Regions from separate parts of the Mus musculus genome. Here region 2 is linked to region 1. Evidence: chromatin contacts called from public Hi-C data. All regions are on one chromosome and are shown on one strand. Each heading gives the region's core, a stretch centred on a gene start, on an enhancer-like site or on the middle of the called end of the contact. The rest is flanking DNA. Distances are from core to core; before and after follow the strand shown.

The links. Hi-C and Micro-C count contacts between places; a contact is called where the count stands out from the background.
Region 2: a Hi-C map of rod photoreceptor shows a contact between it and region 1, with 5 times the contacts expected there. The contact joins two enhancer-like sites. A contact is called at or near these places in 2 of 15 datasets of contacts at CTCF or cohesin (large pre-B cells and pro-B cells), 15 of 484 Hi-C or Micro-C datasets (3T3-L1-derived adipocytes, the HPC-7 cell line, cerebral cortex and 8 more) and 1 of 115 datasets of contacts at active chromatin or transcription factors (astrocytes).

What each region holds. Positions count from the first base shown.
Region 1 is chr2:101,901,899-101,908,547 of GRCm38.p6, reverse strand. No RefSeq gene overlaps it. Among named protein-coding and RNA genes, the nearest start is that of Commd9, 19 kb to the right of the region's middle. Within about 2 kb of position 2,562, at least 70 of the 459 cell types and tissues checked have an H3K27ac peak or open chromatin away from gene starts, as enhancers often do. A contact at or near this core is called in the HPC-7 cell line and rod photoreceptor, where this site is marked.
Region 2 is chr2:103,014,521-103,021,169 of GRCm38.p6, reverse strand. Pdhx (pyruvate dehydrogenase complex, component X) reads left to right here. Exons shown (of 11, transcript NM_175094.5): 11 at 1-115. Among named protein-coding and RNA genes, the nearest start is that of Pdhx, 56 kb to the left of the region's middle. Within about 2 kb of position 3,664, at least 18 of the 459 cell types and tissues checked have an H3K27ac peak or open chromatin away from gene starts, as enhancers often do. A contact at or near this core is called in the HPC-7 cell line and rod photoreceptor, where this site is marked.

The DNA of each region.
Region 1 (6,649 bases), core at 1,313-3,812:
CCTGATATGCCTTTTATGGTAAGTGGAGATTCTTGTGATATTCCTAAAAAAAAACCCTGCAAGTTCTCCTATAGGAAAGGAATAGGGCCATCCAAGGTCAGTAGATCTTAAGTATGATTTATCGATGTTTTAACATTCTCATTTGAGATGCCTTCATATAAAAGGAATATTGTCTCTACATAGACAATCTTTAATTATCCTGGAGTTCTTAACCGTCAGCTGCTGTGAAACTCCAACAGGACTCCTGGCTGAGCCTCTGTTCCCTTCCTCTTCTGCTCACAAGTCTGTCCTGCTTCAGGCTGACTGGAAAGGCTGAATTTGGGGAGAAAAAGCAGGCAGCCCCATTAGAGGCCGGTCCAGGATTCCAGGTGAGAAAAGGATTCCTGGGATGGTGACAGGGAAACAGATGCCCTCCTAAGCAATGACAAGGGCACTGGGGGCCGGGGTTAGAGTTCAGCAGTAGACCACCTGTCAAACATGCAAGGCCCTGGGTTCAATCCCCAGCTTGAGAAAAAGAAAACAGACAGTTTGAAACTGCTTTTTAACCTCTCCCAAATGTTCTAGATTCCCATCTGTGAGGTGCTAAGCAGCCAGACAGAAGGAGGAGTTCTTTTGGGAGGACACCGAAGTGAGGCAGCCATATGGAGGGTGGAGGGGAGGCGAGTGATGGAGAAAACGGGGTCGAAAGAGACCAGGCTGAGCCTCAGCAATGCTGGGTCCTCCGCAGCTCGCTGACACAGTGAGGAAGGTCCGGGTGCCATCTGTGCTAGGGAAATGGTATCCTGGGAAACAGATGGCTGGACAAGCACACCCTCTGACTGACCAGAGCCCTACAGTCAGGTTGACCTTCCTGGGAGGTTTAGGATGGAGTGTTCTAAGAGGCTGTGGGCACAACAGTTGTAGTCCTTGTCATCACGACGTCCCCCTGTTGCTAGATCAAGAATGCTCTGGTTTCTTGCTTTTGGCTGCACTGTTCTAATGCCCCTCCCCCACCCCATTCTGCTTCTCAGGTTAGAAAAGGCCAGGAGCTAGTGAACACTGGGGATAGTTGCTTAGTCAACCTTTGGCACATTCAGGACATTCATTCATTCATTCATTCTCAGTCATTCATGCTCGCATGCATTCCAGTGAGTACTGACTGAGCATCTATAACTGCAGACACTGTCTTAGCTGCTAGGGACAAAATAATTAGCAAAACCTAGACTCTGTGCTTAAGGAAAGGCACATCAAGAGGACAGGTCACCACACCCTCAGAGGAAGCTGAGGCAGGAGAATCATGAATTTGAAGCTGGCCTGAACTATATAGCAAGACACTTTCTGACACAGTAAGAGAACAAGAGAAAAAAAATACATAATATGAGAAGTAGGGGGGACTCCATTCTTGGTAGCCAGACCCGTCCATGCCTGTTACCAACAACTTCTATTCCCTCCATCCTCAGAACTCTACCCTGTTAATTCAGATTTAAGTCAATTTCTTCAATTTTGTTCCAAAAGCTTAAAATGTAGGTGGAAAGCTGGTTATGAAGGACATTGAGTATCAATTCTGAGTTTAGCCTTCATTCTGGGGCATTAAGGAGCCATTAAGAATTTGGGGCAGGGGAATGCCATTAGACTCTAGTCAGACAGTGGGAGCAGCAGGAAGAAGGAGGAGGAGGGGGAGGAGGGGGAGGAGGGGGAGGAGGAGGAGGAGGAGGAGAAGGAGGAGAAGGAGGAGGAGGAGAAGGAGGAGAAGGAGGAGGAGGAGGAGAAGGAGGAGGAGGAGGAGAAGGAGGAGGAGGAGGAGAAGGAGGAGGAGGAGGAGGAGGACGGGGAGGAGGAAGGAGGAAGGAGGAGGAGGAGGAGGAGGAGGAGGAGGAGGAGGAGAAAACAGAAATAGGAGAAAGCTGTTGAGCCCGAAGCAAGGAAGTCCAGAAAGTTACCTGGGCTCCTCACCAGCCATGGGGGTGGGGGTCAGAACACAGCAAACCCCCTTCACACCAGAACTGGGGCATTCTGCACAGGGCCTTACCTAGAAGAGGCAGCACGCAGAGCAGACATGTACCCGCCATGGATGGGCACCCTCCCCGACTCAGATACCTTCATACATAATTAACCTCCTCCAAGCAGTGCTGTCAGGAAGAGTTAAGCTTAATCTCTTTCTTATACAGATGAAGAAATCGAGATTTAGTTCAAGCAGCCCTAGACCTGCATCCTGCCTCCACTATCCACCCATGGTACAGAAAGTTCTCTGCTGGCTGAATCCTGGACCTGTGGTTGCCGCGCACAAACCTTGTTTGGCGAAGCTGTGTCTGGCCGGTCCAAAGGTACAGATTCTTGGATTTACTAGCCTGTGGCAGATGCATCGGGGCATTAGGGGAAAAGTCCTGAAAGGGGTCCCTGGGAGTCTGTCCCTGCTACCACTTCTCCTTCTTCCAACCTTTGCTGCCCTGAGGAGATAACGAGATAACAGGCCTGGATCTGAGGGCCTCTTTTACAGGTAGCCTCTCCCTAGCCCGGGCTCTGGGAGAGGTCTGCTGCCACCTCACCTTTCCCGGTCTTTGTTTTCATTACTAAGACAGATGAGATCGAGAGAACAAGTGCGCCATCTGCTGGGCTTATCATGCAAGTTCCAGCTGCAGCTAGCCGAGCAGCAGGCGGCGATTGCCTTCCTGTTTGGATTTTAGGCCTTATAGTTAGTTTTTTTGAGTCACCTCAGAAGATAGTAAGACCTCGTGACCAGTGACATCTTTTATGAAATGAATCCCAGAGACAGGCTATCACTTTATAGCTGGAAACTCGGTACCGACAGGAACTGCCCATCATCCGGGTACTCAGGCTGTGGGACGAGGCTGGAGAAAGGCAGGCATTCGGCAGGACCACAGAAACAATGGGGAAGATCAGGCAGAGGGAGAAAGCCCACTCGGGCCTTTCCCAAGCATTCAGGGCCTGCAAACTCTCTCTGTGGAGATTAGGGTCCTCTGGCACCATCCCTGTACTACTGCCGTTAGCAATTTTTTTTCTTTTCTCAAAACTGCTTTAAAAAGAGGTGGGGGGAATTAAACCATAGAAATGTGAGCACCAAAGAAGATCGGATTGTATAAAGGTCATCAGTATGCAGTTAAGAATGTTCAGGAGCCAGGCGTGGTGACGCACGCATTTAATCCCAGCCCTCCGGAGGCAGAGGCGGGCGGATTTCTGAGTTCCGGGCCAGCCTGGTCTACAGAGTGAGTTCCAGGACAGCCAGAGAAACCCTGTCTCGAAAAACAAAACAAAACAAAACAAACAAACAAACAAACAAAAAACCAAAAACCAAAAAACAAACCAACCAAACAAAAAGAATGTTCAGGAATTATCAGGATTGGAAGTCGGTGGATACAGGCTGAAAACAGGTTAATGGCTTGAAAACCTTCAAAGTTCTAGACGGCCAATAGCTTCTAGATTAGAGCATAAGGGGTTGGAGAGGTCACTCAGTGGTTAAGAGCACAGGCTGCTCTTCCAGAGGACCTGGGTTTAATTCCCAGCAACCACATGGCAGCTCACAACTGTCTGTAACTCCAGTTCCAAAGAATCTGACACCCTCACACAGACATGCATGAAGACAAAGCACCAATGTACATAAAACTAAGTCCATCATTTTAAAACACACACACACACACACACACACAGAGCTATCCTCCTGGTAGTTAAAGAGAGTTCCAGGACAGCCAAGATTATACAGAGAAACCCTGTCTTGAAAATCCAAAACAAACAAACAAACAAAATTAAACAGAAACAAAAGAAACGAATGTAAAAGGAATGATAACTAATAAGAGTTCCTTGCTTGTGGTAACATTCTCACCACACTGGACTCACATCTTGGAAGTTTGTGAACAGCAGGCCAGAGAGCTTGACTAGCAGTGCCTGGGCAGGGGGCCTGTGTGTGTGCAGAGACCTCACTGAGTGGCTCACTCGGGTGTCCATTTGTCTTCACACTGAAAATCATCAGAAACGGAAGGCAAAGGACAACGATCAGGATCCACAGAGGCAGCCGGCAGGGCTGATCTAGGAGGGTTGGAAGTCACCACACTCAAGGCAAACTTAGGTCACCTGTGGGAAATCACAAACTTTCTTCCGCTACTGAATCGGCAGCGTTGGGGAGATGGCTCAGATAGTAAAGGACCTGGTTTTAGATCCCCAGAATTCAAGTAAAGAAGCTGGGGTGGTGGCACATGCTTGTGATCCCAGAGCTGGGAAGAGAGAAGAAGATGCCTGAAACTCACTGGCCCATCTGCCTTGCATGTTCAAGGATGATCCAAGACCGCGTCTCGGAAAACGAGCTGGATAGTTCCTGAGGAAGCTCCAGCCTCCACATGCACATACACACTCCAACACAGCCTCATCCAGCGGCATGGGCAGACACAGGAAGAGGCACGGGGTTGGCTCAATGCCCTGATCTCCTTTTTCAACCTCTGGGGTCTGGGTGGTTTGAAGCAGCTCGTGAGCTCTGGGTGCCTCACTGTCAAAGCCCAGGGGCTCTGTTGATCCTGGCAGGGAAAGGCAGCCTGGCTTTCTGGAGTGAGGCACATCTACAGGCTCAGAGACAGATACATTGATCAGGACTAAGCTGCTCGCCTCTGTGCTGTGCAAGTGGAATGTGGTGGCCAGCCAGGAGCACTGTCACCCCAGAGATTGATTGTCACCCTTTGATGGACAGAGTCTACATCCCAAATATTCCCACACCCTGGGGAAGGGACCAGAAAATCACCAAGCAAGAACCTCCTTAGAGATCAGTGGGGGAGAGGTTCTTCGGAAATCGTATTGACCCAACCCGAAATATAGTACCAGAAAACAAGTCTATTCTTGCAAACAAAGCAAACAACAGCAACACAATCAAGTCCCTTATACAAGCAGATTATGCAAGGGCACCAGACGTATGCAGACTTTTCCAGGTTAAGTTCAGTGTGACCTCACACCAGTGTCATTGCATTCAAATACAATATCCAATCTCCCAGACACCCATAAAGCTCCTTGTATTGAGTTCTTTGTGAATGGCAATGGGTGGTAGGAACCTGAGAAACAGGAATGTAGGGTCTCAGCAGGTTAAAGGAGTGGGAAGGAAAAAGGGATGAATTCTAGTCAAAGCTGAATCCTACTTGAGAACAGCAAGGGGCTGTCAACACAAAGTAGTGGGCTGGGGTTGAGGTCCATGACCTGCTGGGGAATGAAAATTATGAAATAGTCTGTCTCTACAGACAGGATCAATAGTCTCTCTCTCTCTAGATGTGACCCCAAAGAATTCAGGCCTACAATTTTAAGAACAGCCTACTGCTCCTTATTTTGTATCCCTATACACACAGCTTAGTGTAGCTCTTAGGCCTCATTAGAGAAGTTCCTCTGGGCAGTAGACAGGGGTTAGCACAGAATTCATGAGTGGTCAAAGTGCAGCGTGGAATCTGTGGAATTCTCAGCCATAAACAGGACGTCTGTATTACAGCCCCACCGTCGGGGCTCAGGGACCACTGCAGAGTGGACAAGAAGACTGTAGAGCCAAAGGTCAGAGAGGACCAGGCGCAGTCTCTCTGGACAGGACAGGACCCTGCGGAGGAACTCATCACAGCTATAGTTGTCCGGGCAAGATGAACCCAGTCACCAATCCAGAAGAGAGGGAGGTGGGATCATAATCCCCCACTCCTAGAGATATTGACAATTAAAAGCTTCTGGGAGAGGAAGAGTCCATTTTAAGGGCGTGGCCCCTGTTAAGTCAACCATCTACCAAGAAATGGCCCTACACCCATAAATGTATAGAGAGCACACATTTGATATAATGGGTTATCTTTAAAAAACAGAAGACCAAAAGAAAGGACAAAAAGTTGGGAGGGGATGGAGAGGTGGGGGTGGGAAAGAGGTGAAGGGGGTATAAATATGACCAAGATGGACTGTATGAAATTGTCAAAGAATTAATAAAAATATTTCTTTATGAGATCGGGTCGCTCAACATGAGAAGGAAGCTTAGTCTTGACTTCCCGGTATCTTGCTGGGAAGCCAGAGGTTAGATTTCTTATCTTTCCTGCAGATTCAGAACCAAGCCAGTTAAAGATCTTCATCTCTTGCAGTCCTGTATCTCAGAGAGCAAGCTAGAGAAACCTGGCCCTCCATCCTAATGAGGCCATTTACCAGCAGGTGAGCGAACCTCTGTGAGCTGGCTGTCTCATCCATAAAGGCAGGAAAACAGCATCCATCCCCACACCGACCCCATTGGGCAGACAATGCAACGGATGCCCAGAGCTTCCTACTGCTGTTCCTATTAATAGGCAAAGCTAATGCTATTGAGCCTATTAGTTGTCCCAGTGCTAAGTGCTTTCAGGTGTGTTAGACTATTTAATCTTCACAGTCTTATAAGGAAGATGCAATTATGTGTCTACTTAATTAAAAAAGGAAGGGAAGGAGGGATGGGCAGGAATTGATCCTTAGAGGTCAAGCACCTCGTCCATCAAGAAGCAGGGCCATCTTCTGAGACCGGCTGCCTAACTGCCAGACCTCTATTCTTCACCAATGGTGCTGCTTCCCCGCAGCATGCACACGCGAGAGCACACACACACACACACACACACACACACACACACACACACACACACCAGGCTGCACTGTGCTACTGTGGGGATCATTGTTCTGTGGAGATATGGAAGGAGAG
Region 2 (6,649 bases), core at 2,415-4,914, 1.1 Mb before region 1:
TTGTATTGTTTTAAATACAGTATTGTTTGCTGAAGCATTGTAATCAAGTTTGTATTGTACAGTCAAATGTAAGAAAATAAAAAAATTCTAGTCTACTTTGATATGACATGCAAAATAGAAGAGTGGCAAACAAGCTCACCATGGTGGTTTGCGCCTATAATCTTAGTACTTGGAAGACTAAGGCAGGGTTCCCATGAGTTCAAGACTAGCCAGAGCTACAGAGTGAGATCCTGTTTCACAAGAGAGGAGACCTAGGAAGGAGAACAGATGGGAAGTAGTGCTCATCTACTCCATCAGCTGAGCCAAATTGTCCCTCATTATCAGTAACATTAGAACTGCTTCTTTCTGTTGGCAGCTCTGGCAAGATAACGATATTTAAATGAGATGGTAATGAATGGTAATTTAATTCACCAGTTGCAGAAAGTTTCTCCTTAGTGTCAGTTGACATAAATCACCAGAAAAAAGACTCCATGGTACAAGTTGTATTGAGTATGACATGATGAACTATAGCCCTAACAAAGGAGCCTTCAGAAATAATTAGTGCCCCAGTATATCTCTTGTTAAGAAAAATATTTAATTCAGTTATTCGGTTTTAACAAGCCATTTTAAAATGGACTCTTCAAACTTTTGTCAGATTAACTTAAAATTATTACCAAGCACCGTTTTCAAAATAGCTTTTACACTTGCACTACTTTCAAGTTCAGTGTGGCTGAAATGTTTTTAATACTGTGTGAGTGTGTGTTGTGTGGATGTGGATATAGACACATGTTCCCAGGTGTGTAAGGCAGAAAACAACCTTGGATTCTTGCTTTCCACCTTGTTTGATGTATGATCTCTTGCTCACTGCTGTGTACACCAGGCTAGCTCCTGGTAATTGTCTTGTCTCTGCCTCCATCTGCCTGTAAGAACAGGTAGGGTCATGGTGTCTGTCTTTCAGGGTGTTAGGTTTGCATGACGAGTGCTTTTACCCACTGAACCCTCTCCTCAGCCCCCTTTTCTAATTTTGACATCTGAGGACTTGAACATGAGACAGCCATAAGTAGCTCTTTGCTTGCGCTCTGTCTTCTGTGGGCCGGTATCACTAGCAATAATGCCTCCATTTCCTGTAGCTACAAAGGAGGTTGGTCCCCATCCAGCTTGGACAGAGGCACTGTTTATCTGAAGCCATTTATTTCAGTTCGTGGGCAACACAAACCTAGTTGCCTCCCTCTCATGGTTTCTGTGATAGTTAATAAGCAGTGTAGAAGCTTTCCCCGTTTGATCAAAAATAATTCCTCTAGCATCTCTAGCAATTAGATTCCTGTAAGCAAATTGTCATTTATGGAAATAATCCTATTGCAGCATGAGGTCAAGGAATGATCTTGATTTGAAGGAGTGTGGATACATGGTGTGAGCCATGTGTGCATCAGCAAGACTGTCCACCACCACACTCTGTTTATAACAGGCAAATATACTGAGACAAGGAAAACAACCTAAGCATGAATTATGAGGGAAAAGCATCATTCATCTTAGTGTTTAACCATTAGTCATGGAAGTATTAATGAACAGTTACCTCTGTTAGTCAGAATGGGCTGGTTTCTTTAACTACACTTCCTACTTAGTAGCTAAAAATGAGTTTGTCCACTATTTTCTGTCACATTAAAAATGTCTGGGTGCTGCTGACCAGACTTGAATGAAACATTGCCAAGTAATTTATAAATACTGTTAAGAGTGTTCACATAATATCGAATGGAACTTTTTCTTTTTCTTTTGTTTTTTACTTATTTGCACTCTGAACCTACCTTTACCAGTAATTGTTTAAGCAAAACATAAGTTCTGGAAAAGAAGCCTTGTTTCCCTACTTTGAAAGGTAGGTGGTGCTATGAGTTAATATATTGTCATCCAAATAGAGAAACTGCATGGCTTTCGGTCTCAGCTTTCAAAGACATTCTGTTCTCATGACAAGGTTGTGTCATGATGGACGCGGGCTCCCTTCGCAAAGTGAAGAAATGAACTTATGCAGATTAAAAATTACACTTGAAACAAGTGCTATGAATGGGAAGCACTGGATTTTTAGAAGGGAGTAACAATACAGAAAGACTTTAAAATTAATCTGGCCATGATTCCAAGTGGGTTACAACAAAGGATGTGGGGCAGCAGGAAACAGCTGCAGGGTTTATACTAACTGAAGTATGACTGACTCTGGATCGCCATTACCTCAGGGCTTTTAATGAAGAAGGACAAGGAAGTGTGTCCTCCATGCCAGGCTGCTGTATGTGTGTTGTGAATGCAAGGTAGGCGTGTGCTTTCGAGACAGCGCCATAAGATGAGTGGAATTCCCTCCAGGACAGTTTCTGGAGGCTCACTATTGCCACTTGAAGAGGAGTGAGGTGCTTATATGTGATACAGCAAGTAGCATGGTTTCAGGACACATCTAAACTTGTAAATAAAAGAGTGATCGTCTCATAAAGACATTTTGAATAGTTCTGCATGGTTATTTGCCTTTCTGGCATCTGCATTGGTTTTGGAAGGAGGCAATTGGAACAAAGTAGTTTATCTTCTAAGTTATAGAACAATGAGGAGCCTCTTTAATTAAAAATAGTTTAGATAAACATATTTGGTGCCCACAGAGGCCAGAAAAGGCCATTGGATTGCCTGGAACTGGAGTTTCGGGCACTTGTGAGCAGCCATGTGAGTGCTGAGAACTGATCTTGGGACCTTTGCAAGAGCAGCTAACCACTGAACCATTTCTTAAGCACCCTTAATTGAAATTTGCTAAAGTCGTTTGCAGATGAACTTTGGAAAGTTACTGTTAGTTTGTGTCTTTGATCATATAGTTTATTTTCACAAATTAGAAGTCACTTCCCTGATTTTCCAACTCTGAGCCACCTTTTTCTTTCTGAGAAAGTGAGTATTGTCAATGCTCCTTGATTTAAACTATACCACCAAGGACATAAGTTTAAGGGAAATATAGGTTTCTGTTAAAAGTTGAGAGAACATTAGGACGATCAGTCAAGATTTTCTCATCTAAATGTATTTAAATTTTTTTCTTTATGAGATTCATAGTTATTCTTGTCACAGACAAGTAGATCTTTAAAGATTTGTCTGTTGTGGCCAAATGAGATACACATTAGTCAAGCCTTTATAAAGCATAAACTGGACACAAGGTTAAGTTTTTATGTGTATGTTACACTTAAACTTTGTATAGGGTCTCAATGTATGTAGCCCTGGTTATCCAGGAACTCCCTTTGTAGACCAGGCAGACCTCAAACTCAGATCTACCTACCTCTGCCTCCCTAGTGCTGGGATTAAAGGTGTGCACCACCACCTCTTGGCCCCACTTACTTTCTATCCGTGGCCCCTCAGTCCGCTTGGCAGAGAATACTACTTATCAGGAAGCTACAGGATAGAGCTTGGTAGATGATCACCCCTCCCAGTGCCTTAGCTTCTGCTCTGTGGGAACATCCTTTTCTAAGAATTCATTTAATCTGCATGCTTGCTCATCAGGAGGAGTATTTTCTGCCTAGTGTCAGCCTAGTTTAAAATTACTAGGCTTTTGGCAGTAAGCTTATCCTGTGTCTTAATAATTCTTATCTATGGAGGAGGGGAAAGATCCTCTGTGTGGCAACTGCTTATCTTACATCATCTCTTCAGTTCTGTGTGGGAGGTGTATCTTGCTTTATAGCAGCCCTCCTTTATAGTCTTAGATAACGTGTACAGACTCAGAGACTACATGAACTGAGCTAAGCTCTAAGAGCTGCATCTGGGATTGAGCCTATATCCATGTGGTACAAAGCTTTAACAACATTACACACAACATTCTCAGGTGGACATTGGCTGAGCTCGTTCTACTGAAGTTCTTCAGCGATGTCACTTCATGTACAGTGAGACCTATAAAAAGTTTAAGTACAACATACAAATAAAAACATGTACACTTGGCTCGTATTTTCTTTGTAGTTCCTTTCTGTGTCCTGGTTAGATTGCACATGAGGTACTGAGGGATTTTTGGTTTGTTTCCATTAAAAATACATCTGTGAAGTACTAAAATCAAGAGTCATGACTTACATATAACTCCCAGTGACAGCCTTAATAAAACTGAAGCGTAAAACATTTAAGGAGGTAGTTCTTAATCTTCCTAATGCTGCGACATTTTATTAGGTTGTGACCAACCCCCAACCATGAAGTTACTTCATTGCTATTTAATAACTTTACTCCTGCTACTGTTATGAATCATAATATAAATATCTGATATGCATGATATCTGAATTGTGATCCCCAAAGGATCTATGACCCACAGTTTGAGAACCATTGATTTAGGGCTTGGTGCCTCTAGGAATAAAATATATCGATAAGCCGATGGTACTTGTGTGTGGTCCCAGCTGCAGAGGAACAGATGCGGGAAGATCACTGGAGTGCACATATTAGAGACCATCCTGGACAACAAGAGGAGAGTAACAGCAAACAAACTCATCCAGACAGAATAGCATGCAGCATTCGGGAAGAGGTGGCAAGAGGATCATGACTTGCAGGCCAATCTGGGTCTCACAGTAGGTACCATCCTGTTCTGTCTCCAGAAGGAAAAGTAATTAAAACATAAATTTAATAAAGAGCATTTTAGTTTTGAATTCTGCTCCATGTTCAGAACTCAAAAATAGTTACCTTAGTTTCAATCCCAGTTGCTCCTGTCTTCTATATGAATAACTACATTAGCCTCCAATCTTAGTCAAGGGCTAATAGCAGATTACAGAGTTCATTGACTTACCCAGACCAGATATATGCATAGCCACCAAATAAGTAAGCAGTCCTCCAGGACACAGGTGAGGGCAGGAGGCCTGGAGCACATGGTGTGTGTATTGGGCAGAGCATTAGTGGGTGATTACCAGGCCAAGTGAGGGTTGCCTTCCAGGGCTTTGCAGAACCAGCATCACTTTCTCTACTAATGAGTCATGCAGCAGCTGGACTCTGCAGTCATCTTGCTGTCTTCCATTGAAGTTTAGCCTCATGTTTATTGTAAAGGAGAAATGACAGATAAGACACTTGAGATTTGTAAAGCAGGCAGAAGAATTTAAGGGTAAATTTAAGGCTGAGTGACTGGTGGTGATGCAGAGAAGTGAAATGTCATTAATTTGAAGTAAGACATAATGGTAAAATGTTTGCGGATCTATCCCATTGTAGATGTGATGATTTTGTCAACTTGAAATGGTTTAGAATTATCTGGGAAGGGAGTCTCAATGAGGGACTCAGCTCCGTGGATATGCCTCATTTCTGTAGTTGGTTCACTGAGGTGGAAAGACCCCACTCTAACCCAACCTTTCATAAGCTAGGTCTTAAACTGAATGAAAAAGAGCAAACTGACCACTAGCATGCATTAGTTTCTCGCACTGTGCCCTTGACTGTGGGTGTCACCTGTTATGGTTTGAAGAAGAGTGGCCCCACAGGCTAATATATTTGAATGCTTTGTCACCGGGGAGTGGAACTCTTCGATAGAACTAGGATTAGGAAATGTGGCTTTGTTGTCACTGGGAATGGCTTTTAAGGTTTCAAAAGTCTGTGCCAGGCTCAGCATCATAGTCTCTCTGCCTATAGATCAGGATATAGCACTCAGCTATTGCTCCGTGGCTGCCTGTTGCATGCCAACTACTTCCACCATTGATGATAATGGACTAAACCTCTAAAACTGTAAGCAAGCCCCCAGTTGAATGCTTTCCATCATAAGAGTTGACTTGGCCATGGTGTCTCTTCTTAGCAACAGAACACTGACTAAGACATCGTATGACCAGTCTTTCCGAGTCCCTTCTGATGCATCATCCCTGCAATGCTGGATATAACCTGGGATCCGTGAACCAAGTAACACTTTCCTTCCTTAAATCATTTTGGTCACAATAGTTTATTTTAGCAACAAGAAAAGAATAAGACAGCCTACTAATGGGGGAATAACAAATAAATGTCATTTGTTTCAACATAGTAAATGACCTGACATTTGTCAAATGATAAGTATAATGTGGATGTTAAAAGACATTCTTCATTCAGCATTTGTGAACATCTTTGTGTCTAGCCGAAGCCCTTAACTGAGGTCAACTTAAATAGCAAGCAGTATTTATGGAGACAATTTAGCAAGTTCTGTAATCAGAGCGCTGTGCAAGGAAGGAGGAGATTTTATAGGGGAGGTGACACTTGAGGCAGGTTATTTAATTACTAGTTACAATAACCCCCCATCCCACACTTTTCTTGTTTCTTTAATTTTAGTAACCAAATATACCAGTTTGTTTTCCAAGACCTTGTCTTGTACCTGTTCAATAACTTAAATTCCAGGGTCAAAATGTTTTATGCCATACAATTACAATGAAAATATTCTTGGCCAGGTCAGAAGCCTAAAGAAAGGTGGATTCATTTAGGAATAAGCATTCCTCCTTCTTGATTTAATTGAAATTCGTTTTACTTTCTCTATTGTCCTACCTCTTCTCTAACCTCTAAATTGATTAGGGAAATATATATATCCTAGCCCTAGCCTAACCTGTCTTAGTCAGGGTTTCTATTCCTGCACAAACATCATGACCAAGAAACAAGTTGGGGAGGAAAGGGTTTATTCAACTTACACTTCCATACTGCTGCTCATCAGCAAGGAAGTCAGGACTGGAACTCAAGCAGGTCAGGAAGCAGGAGCTGATGC